2 separate regions of the Ovis aries genome follow, and region 2 is linked to region 1. Evidence: chromatin contacts called from public Hi-C data. All regions are on one chromosome and are shown on one strand. Each heading gives the region's core, a stretch centred on a gene start, on an enhancer-like site or on the middle of the called end of the contact. The rest is flanking DNA. Distances are from core to core; before and after follow the strand shown. Region 1 holds the start of RSBN1 (round spermatid basic protein 1). Region 2 holds the start of OLFML3 (olfactomedin like 3).

Region 1 (4,992 bases), core at 1,665-4,164:
TCGAACCCATGTCTCCTGCATTGGCAGGCAGATTCCTTACCACTGAGCCACCAGGGAAGCCCTCCATCAATTGTCTTATTGTCATATACCAGCAACTATTTATACAGCATTTACATTATATAAGGTATTATAAGTAATCTAGAGATGATGCCATTCCTTTCTCCAGGGGATCTTCCCGACCCAGGGATCAAACATGGGTCTCCTGCATTGCAGGCAGTGCTGTATTATATATTTGAAAGCTGTTAAAAATCTTAAATCAAAGAGAAAAATCTTAAAAACTCATTAAACAAACAAGATGGTGATGATGTGAGGGGATGGAGGTGTCAAACTTAATGAGCTAATCATTTCACAACATTTATGTGTATCAAATCATATACCTTAAATGTACATATGTCACAAGTAAACACACATATGTCAAGATTATCTCAATACTGGAGAAAAAATATTGATCACTAAAGGCTATTATAACCATCTAATTATTACCATTATTAAATTTTTAAGTGTTCCACAAATGTAAGGTGCTATTAGAATTCTACTGTCATCATTTAAGCACTAATGTAATTACTAGAATGCTTTTATAATCCATTACTAAATTGATCAAAGATGCTAACCTTTTAGGGAAAAAAAATTCCTTATATTTCCACATATATCAATACATTCAAAAGAAAAAGTGTTCATTTCTATATAAGAGATCTTTTTTCATTCAGTTTTATTTTTGTTCCCAGGTTTTGCAAATCGTTTTTCAAAACCCAAAGGACCAAGGAAACCACCATCAACTTGGAAAATTTAAAACAGCTTTGGAATATTGCCTGCAAGTGAATCTGCAAATAAAACTAATAGAATACTGCTAGCTAAAATAAGTGTATATTCGTAATATCAACCATGAAGATATGGTAATAATGTTAACAGCTTTAAAAGAAGACCCATATGCAAATAAATGTCAGAAGTTCTACATTTCATCTCATTTACATTGGGTTGGAAAGCACAAACAGGAGTTTGTCATTTAAACTTATGTACAGAGAATGCTGTATGAGAAAGTTTTAGAATGGACTTATTTTTCCTTTTTAGAAGTTATCTTTATTCTACTTTACCTTTCTACCTAAATATAAACTTAAAAGATTTGTAAAAATTTGAGAAGTTACTATAAAAAGTGTTTTAAAAAATCTTACCTTGTGGTTGCAGTACAAAATTACTGCTTGTGAAAACGATTAATTCTTGGGAGTTACTTCTGCCTAAATGCAGTACACATCTTTTTCCAAGTGTTGTGGGAAACAAAGTAGTGAGAAAAGAAGTTACACCTAAAGAGAATAAAATATATACTTAATGACAGTAATCAGTCTTTTGTTTGGATATACCAAATAATAAGATGTTCAATTCCTGAAAAGCTTTAGCCAAAGCTGTTCAATTACCAAATCTAGAAAAACAGCAGAAAAATCAACAAAATAGCAGGGTGGGAAGTGGGAGGGAGGTTCAAGAGGGAAGTGACCCTGCTTACCTATGGCTGATTCATGTTGATGTAAGGAAGAAACAAACACAATACTGTAAAGCAATTATCCTTCAATCAAAAATAAAGACAAAACAGAACAAAAAGCAGCTGTATAAACATGCTTTGTTTATACAGTAGCATGTTTTCATTTCAAAGGTCCTGTAAAACATGTGCAACTTATATCCAACTAACCAGAGGTACTACTAGTTAAAATTTTCTCTATATTAATATGGATTTGCCTTAAGAAAGTTGATCTTTCAAATCTAATTGTATATAACAAACAAGTTAGTGGGTGATTGTTACAAAGGATTCCCCCTTGACTAATAATGATTTCACTTAAAAAGTTTATAGCTTTACGAAAATGAAATACATAGTCATTTGTTCTTCAATATTGTTCATTAGGAATCCCAATGAAGACACACATTAGATGAAATATTACCTTTTTATTGTATAGTGTACTGTATACAAGAGGTGCTCAATAAACTTTCTGGCTTTTAAACTAACTTTATAGTGTTCACTGAGCTGAATACTTCATACTAGTGGTATCAAACCACAGTGATTTTATCTTGAGTAGTTTATTGTAATCAATTACTTCCAAATATCTTTATCAAGGCGGTAAAATTGTAACGTGACGATCAAATTGTAAATAAATTTCCGATCAAATTGTAAATAAACTTCCGGGCAGAAAACTTGGTGAGTAGTGATGATTTCTGGAGCGCGCTATGGTAGACACACTTCTCAAATTTATGCAGCCGTATATTTACGATTTGAAAAAATCTTAAGAAATTTCAAAACATACTTTTCCATCTAGGATTTTTTCGCAACTGCAGGAACGGATTTAAATAATAGATAGACTCTACCTTTCCAGGCACTAGAGGGGCTGTGACTCGATGGAGAGGTGGGCGGCGCTCAGCAGGCTCCCAGGCAATTCTTGCACCTGCCTCGTCGCGCCTGTGCTTGTAACCATAGCAATTACTGCCCAGGAAGAGGTTCAGAAATGTCTGATTTGCAGCTCCATTCTATCTTAAAGCAAAATCGCCCTCATTTGCTATGTTACTACGTTCCCTTTTCCTCTGCATCTCATCGCTTGTCCAGGGTTGTAGAAGGCCGGAGATTCTTTTACCTCACAAAGGTTATGAGAGGAATAGCAAACTGAAAAGTAACTATGGAGACCACCCACTCCGTGTAAAATGACGAAGGGGCACACGGAGACGATAATGGGAACGCGCCTACAGACTTCGAAAGCTATTAACATTGTTTCGGCCGTTAAGGCGGTTGGCGGCAACTCTCCGCCCAGCGGCGGTTGCGTCGCAGCCCGAAGCGTGACTCGGCGCACGCTCTCTTTCGGCTCCTCGGCTCGACGAGCCAGCTACGCGGCGGGGGCGCGGGGAACTACCGCTCCCGTGAGGCTCTGCGCGGCCTTGGGTACTTTACAACAGAGCTCGGTCGGAGGGGCCTGCGGAGAAGCGCCGGGAAGTGCCGCTTCCGGCATGTTCAGCTCTGGACGAAGAATGGCCGAGAAGTGGAGGGTGGGGGAGAGACTCCAATGCCCAGCGGGCCGTGCGCGGGCGGCGCTTGCGCGATACGCGGACGGGGGGGCGGTCGGGCCATTTAAATGTGTGTTTGTGGGTGAAATGGCTGCGCAGGTCGGAGCGGTGCGCGTAGTACGGGCGGTGGCGGCGCAGGAGGAGGCGGACAAAGACGGGAAGGAGAAACCCCACGCTGGGGTCTCGCCGCGGGGAGTTAAGCGGCAGCGCCGAGCGAGCAGCGGGGGGTCTCAGGAGAAGAGAGGGCGGCCGAGCCAGGACCCCCCTCTCGCTCCCCCTCACCGGCGGCGTCGCAGCCGCCAACATCCCGGGCCGCTGCCGCCAACGAATGCAGCCCCAACCGTCCCAGGCCCTGTTGAGCCTCTGCTCCTGCCGCCTCCGCCGCCACCTTCGCTGGCACCCGCCGGACCCGCTGTCGCTGCCCCGCTCCCGGCCCCGGGCACCTCGGCCCTCTTCACCTTCTCGCCCCTGACGGTGAGCGCAGCCGGGCCCAAGCATAAGGGCCACAAGGAGCGGCACAAGCACCATCACCACCGCGGCTCTGATGGTGACCCCGGCCCCTGCGCTCCCGGAGAGCTCAAGCACAAGGACAAGCAGGAAAACGGCGAGAGGACAGGAGGGGTGCCTCTCCTCAAGGCCCCCAAGAGAGGTGAGAGCAGCCGAACTGCCCCGAGCTCGGGCTCTATCTGGGTCTCTCTCTGTTTCGATATCCCGCCCCTTTAATCCTGAAAGACGCCTGCCCTCCGCTTACCTCCTGCTGCTCTACTCCCCTAAGCCCACTGGGGTGGACCCTGGATTTCCGTCCGTCGACACGGTCTGACCTACTTGAAGCTTCTTGCTTCGAGGCCGAGCTGTCAGTTACTAACCCCCTTACCATTCCCCCCTCCCGGAGCCTTTACGTTTGTTTTCAAAATCGTCAGGGTTTCCGCGCCGCGCGATCCTTGGCATGGGATAGTATGTGGGGTATTAAAAACTGTCTGAAGTAAAGGCTTGTCGCTAAAACACCCCCCCCCCCGTTTTCCTTGATGGAAAGCTCCACAAAATTAACGAGTATGGTTTGGGGCTATTAAGGAGTTTGAATTTTTACCGAGATTAATTAGCTCGACTCACAGGTTGCCTTAGCTTCTGAAAGATGAGATATCAAACACAGTTTATCTTGTGTGTGTTTTCTTTTTAATGTGGAGGTAAAAATCATTTTTAATTTTCAGGAAAGGGTTTTCTCTCCTCTTTGATCCTTGAAAATAGTACCAGCCGAGCCTCTGAAAAGTGGAAATGTTCAGTAGGCGATAGTAGAGACAAGAATTCCAGTTGCATTTTAATTAACCTGGCACAACAAATTGAGAATTTATTTCCAGTAGACTTACTAAAGTCAAGAATATAATCCAGAAGATGTAGGACTCTACTAAGTGAGTGTGGGTTCTAGAGAAATTAGATTCACAAAAATTGCTGTTTTCCTATTCGAAAGTACCTGTAGCATTTATTTTCATTCTCTTTGGTAGAGGGAGGCGGGGGCGCGGATAAGAATTTTGACTATGCCATGTATTTGTACTTTGTAGGTGATTTTATGTAATTTCTTAGCATTATCTTCTGAAGAGTTTAAAATACTTCTGTGTTCTTAGTACTGGGGCAGTTGAGTTATGTGTTAATGAACTAGTCTTTCAGTCTCAGGTTGGGTGAGTTTTGGCTTTCTTACACATATTTAAATGGTCTTAACCTAGGGCTACTTAGTTTTGTGATGGTGCAGTTTGTTGCAGATTACTGCTCAGTAAGTTTTTATTGAACTGAATTAAATTTTTCTTCCTTTGTTGGTATCTGAGTCTTATTCTGAGGAATAGAACTTGTGCCAGATGGACAGGAGTGCCAGTTTCCACCACCAGTATACAATAATCTTGCTCTGTTTTATTTTTACCTTTATTTTTCACTTTTTCATTTCATATGTGTATGTATTTTTGTGGGTTT
Region 2 (4,992 bases), core at 815-3,314, 180 kb before region 1:
CCGGTTTGCCAGGTGGAACTTGATGAGCTGCAGAGTGTTCTGCAACTCACCGCCCCCTCCAGGCCCTCCGGGGGGCCTCCGGGCATAATACAGAAAGCCACCATATACCAGCTGGCCCGTGCCTACCCAGGGGAAGGGCACCCGGACCCGGGAAGCCTTCCGGGCGGCCATGGTAAGGGTGAAGTCACGCAGTCTTGGGAAGACAAAGGCTGTGTCATTCTGGGTGCCATCTAGCACGTAGATCTTCTCTGCTGGGCCCAGTGGATCCTTTGTCCATAGACCGGCTGGGCCACCAAACCGCTTCAGGATCTTCATTGATCTCACCTGAGAGATCGTGTAGCCACAGTCTCATGGGAAAGGAGAACACAGAACAAGGAAATACAGGCAAGAGTTAGATGCTCACTGCAGGAACCTCCCTGGATGGGCAGTTTGGACAAGAGCGGGCATTTGCCCAGTGGATGCCTCTACTCTATGGAAGATTGGGAGAAAGGGCACCAGAGGCCTGGGTCCCCAGAAACTCTCCGTAATGAACCTGATATTACAGAGATTTCCCTAAAAGAGACTCCAGAAGATAGAGCCAAATAGACTGGGATAAGGAGGAAAAAGGGAAAGACTCAAGGCAGAACACAGGGGTCTGTTTCAGATTGCTTACCTGTTATCATATCATACTTCTCATTTCTTCTGCCCTTGCCTTTGGTTCCAGGGCCTCCGGTCACCTTCTCATCAACCTCTACACATGGCAGGGCTGGATTCTGGGTCTCCAGATAGTCCACCTCCCGCTCCAGACGGTCTACTCTCCCGGAGATGGTGTCAGCTTCGGTTCTGAGCGCCTCCCGTTCCTTCTCAGCCACCTCCAACAGCGGCAGCATCTTGTTCTTGAAGTCCCGTAGCTCAGCAGCATGCCGACTACTCTGGTCCTGGCACTGGGCCAGCCGTTCCTGAAGGGATGGGGCAGCAGGAAGGAGGGCTGCAGGGTCACAACTCCCAGGCAGGAAGAGGCCCGAGCAGGGAGTCGGGAATGGAAAAAGGCACAAACTCAGCCAGGCATCAGCATTCCCCGCAATCCCCACAGAAAGGAAACAAAATGTTCAAGATGCTCAATGTGCAAAGAGCCGGGCTAAGACCCACACAGGCCCCTATCCTGACTTTGCATCCTCTGGCCTGCTCTCTGTGAGCAGTGCCACCGAATCATCTGAGCCTCTAGGGCAGTCTAAGTGCATGAGGGTGAGAAGGGATCTCTGCTCCATTATGCTATCCCCCTCTTAGGAATTAGGATGCTACAGGCTCCAAGCCATTAAATAGAAAGGTGCAGATTCTCTGAGGACTTCCAACTTTTAATAGAACCGTCAGCTCCTCTTGAGATGGATAAATCCTTGCAGTTCTAGCTCTCACTTCCACTCTGTTCCCTTATCCCATTTAACCCCAGGGGTGAAACACAGCGGTCTATTTGCTTTAGAACTGCACTATGAATGCTGGCTTCCCTGGTGGCTCAGTGGTAAAGAATTCGCCTGCAATGCAGGAGATGCAGAAGACTGGGGTTCAATCCCTGGGTCTGGAAGATCCCCTGGAGGAGGAAATGGCAACCCACTCCAGTATTCCTGCCTTAAGAAGCCCATGGACAGAGGAGCCTGGTGGGCTACAGTTCATGGGGTCTCAAGAGTCGGACAAGTCTGAGCACACATGCACTGCATTCTATGGATGTGGGGAAAGAGGAAGACTTGCAATTCTGAGAATCCTCTTATTAAAAGATGGAGTTTTCTGTAGGTACTAACAGAGCCTAATTTGTCATCCATCCCCAGGTCCCTGACAAACTGGATGAATCAACTTAGAAGATATGGAATCCTTCCGGGCTGGGCCAGAAGAGTCACTTACCTCTAAGGCAGCTAATCGGCGTTCCATGTATTCCACAAGGTGGTGCTGCTGTCCTTGAAGGGGTCCCAACCATGACAAAAGGAACAAGATCAGCAGCGGAGTGCGGGGCCCCATGGCAGTGGAATAGTAGGGCCAGAGTGTGTAGTCGTGTGTGCGGTTGGCCTCTTCCACTCAAGCCGGAGGGTTAGCTTTGGAGGCGGGGTGGGGGCGGTGCCTTCTCTCCTTCTCCATCTCTGGTCTCTCTCACTACTCTGGAATGCTTTCAGTCTCTTTAAGGCCCCTGCCCCCTCCTTTCCGCCTAGACTGATCAAACACAGATGGCCCTATTGCAGAGCAGCCAGAAGCTTTAACCACTTCCTGCCTAGGCTGCAGGCTCCCCAGGAGAGGAGAGGGGACTGGAAACCCTAGGGCAAAGGCCTTCTGGGCAGTCATCCAGGAAAAGGAGCTAGCAGGGGGAGGCAGAAACCTCAGAGAAAACTCAGCAAACTTATTTCTGCTTTAGAATGCTTCCGACGCTGACTTCAGAAACATTCTTCATTTACCCTTCCTTTCCCAGCAATAATAGCATGGATTGTTTTCTGCCTTTGGTGGAAGCTGGAAGCAGGGGAGATGAGGTCTGAGGGGAAGAGGTGGGAAAAAGGGCCATAGTGCTCAAGGCTGTAGAACCTTCCTCTACAGCTCACTGGCGCCACCTTGTGCTAAGCACCCGGTGTCATCTCAGAATTAACAGGAAAACCAAGGCTTAGACTTCACCTCCAGTGGAAAATTTTCCACAAGGCAAGCCAAGTAGACTGAATTTACAAGGGTTTTCATGATTAAAATGCACCTTTCCCCACGGACTATCCAATTACCTAAGGAGCCTCTCTTTGATATAGCCTAAGAAAGACAATGTAACTGAGATTATAACTAAAGAAACAAAAAAACCCAAAACAGGTCACTGAAAAATTAGTAAATTAATTCTTGATTATCTGGAAGACAGCCTGACAGCAGAGTCATTCTATATTCCCTTTTGCCTGAAAGCTCCTAGAATATTATCTTACCAAAACTACGGAGTGTTCAGTGAGTTCACAATAATTTTACACTCATTTAGGGGGAAAAATCTGAAAAATATATATTTGTAAATAAATGTACTCTGACTTCCCTAGTAATGGGAGAGAACAGACTATTGATAACTTCTCTTGGTTATGGCTCCAAAGGGCGTTTCTGTTTTCTCATTTCTGTATTCCAACTATGACTGCAGGGAGCCCCAAATGAATTAATGGCCACTGTTAAGATAGACTTGTCTTGAAACCCATATATCAAAAGAAGTCAAATGAACATAGCATGTATTCAGAGACCCACGGTGATGAATCTAGACAAATCAGGAGAAATTTTATTCATTTTAATCATGAGAAATCTGATCAGAAATTCTCCTCTAAAAAACAAAAACTAGTCTTCTAACAGTACAGCTTGAAAGGATGGGAAAATAGCATCATCTTGTGGTTATTCTTATTTTCATTTTGGTACTTTAAATGTTTGGTGGAACATGCTAGGAAGCAGTTTCATTAATGAGTGTCAGAAGTTTCTGCCTTTTCCAAAGGGCTAGATCCAGATGCTCTTAAGTTAGGGCCCTGGACACTCCATTCTGGGGAAGTGTCCCCTGTCAGGCCCTAGTCATTTCTGCTGTGGAGATTTGTATGAAGAAGGAACTTGTCTCTAACATTCTACCAGTCTGCAGATGCAACGTATTCAGCCACTCCAAAGATACCATTGTTGATCCTCTTTGCACCCTTGTAACACAAGTCAAAACCAGTCACATGAATCAGAAAATTTACCCATTTTATTGATGCATTGCAATTGCTCTACATTTTACCATATTATGTAGAAAATACTGAAAATACAAGCTACTTTGTAAAACCAAAGACAAACATTGAATCCAAAGATAAACTATGTTTTACACAATGGACCCTTTTCCCGTAGTTAGTATTAAATTTTAAATATCTATTTTTGTTAAAATGATTATTTTACATACTCCCTAAGTACATCTGCGTTACAAACATAGCTCAGTAATTCTCAGAAACTGTTTCTAGAGGCTTGTTGTAAAAGGAAGCGCACAACCAGAAAAGGGAGAAAGCAAAAAAAGTTTAAATCGCACACAATAACTAGCATATCAAATACATTTAATAAAGTTGGAATTCCATTGCAATTTCAAGGATTCAAAGCAGAAATACTAACGTTACATATAATGTACATAAAATGTACTGCTACATGTAGTGAGATTATTTTTCAAGCTGAATCAAAACCACACATTATATAAAGTTTAGCAACAAACAACCATGTAGACATGCTGCACCATCCATCAGTTTAAAACAAAATCGAAATAGGAAGCAGGCTTGGGTCATTCCTGTCACTGAGAGGCAATTCATTTCCTGTCCTAAAACAAACCATCCTAACCAGTGGGTTGCTGCGTAATAACGCTGAATAAAACACACATTACTGCACTTGCCTGGCTAAGGGCAGTCAAGCTAGCCCCTCCAGTGGAGGACGATGGGCGGCCAGAACTGTTTAAATGGTGTTCTCATTCCTGGGGCTGGGGTTTTAGCTGAGCACTGACCAACTCTGGAGTGATCAAGTGTCCTGATGAGCCTAGAGTGGCTGCACCTTCCCACTTTCTCTCTCACCCCTGAAGTGGGGAAGCTGGAAATACAAGTTCTGAGAGGACTTAAAGCCTTAAGCCTTAAGTCTGAGGTGAGGCCTCTGTGACCTGGGCCAGCTGCTCACTTTATTCAAGGGGCTTCCCCCATCCTGTCAGGGCTAGCAGTGTTAAGCCCCAGAGACAGATTCTAGGCCACATTGAGCACATACGCATTCAACAGACACAGATGCATTTTCATCTTGGTAAATCTGAAATGCCAATTTGCAAAATTAAAACTGAAGATCTCTAAAATTCTTAAAGCTACACACTGCTAGTAAGGTGACTATGATAACAATATAAGCTCTGAGTATTATTGTCTTCTCCCCATGAAGACTCCTATCTTAAGTGGTATCCACTTACCAGACTGAAGGTGGGGGGTGGGGGGGGGCGCAGGAGTAGAGTGTTTTGTGTTCCCCACCCCCACCCCCCGCATCTCATTTCTTACA

What was found. A called contact is a pair of places that touch in the nucleus more often than the background predicts.
Region 2: a Hi-C map of skin fibroblasts shows a contact between it and region 1, with 2.4 times the contacts expected there. The contact joins the promoter of OLFML3 here to the promoter of RSBN1 in region 1. A contact is called at or near these places in 4 of 16 Hi-C or Micro-C datasets (blood, hypothalamus, skin fibroblasts and 1 more).

The regions. Positions count from the first base shown.
Region 1 is chr1:91,120,920-91,125,911 of ARS-UI_Ramb_v3.0, reverse strand. It overlaps RSBN1 (round spermatid basic protein 1), which reads left to right and starts at 2,914. Exons shown (of 7, transcript XM_012178899.5): 1 at 2,914-3,682. The coding sequence starts at 2,977. PTPN22 (protein tyrosine phosphatase non-receptor type 22) reads left to right here. Exons shown (of 21, transcript XM_012178891.4): 21 at 726-2,175. The coding sequence ends at 790. It also overlaps the pseudogene LOC132659461.
Region 2 is chr1:91,303,049-91,308,040 of ARS-UI_Ramb_v3.0, reverse strand. OLFML3 (olfactomedin like 3) reads right to left here and starts at 2,064. Exons shown (of 3, transcript XM_004002351.5): 1 at 1,873-2,064; 2 at 653-938; 3 at 1-347. The coding sequence starts at 1,986. It overlaps HIPK1 (homeodomain interacting protein kinase 1), which reads right to left. Exons shown (of 16, transcript XM_042252866.1): 16 at 3,674-4,992.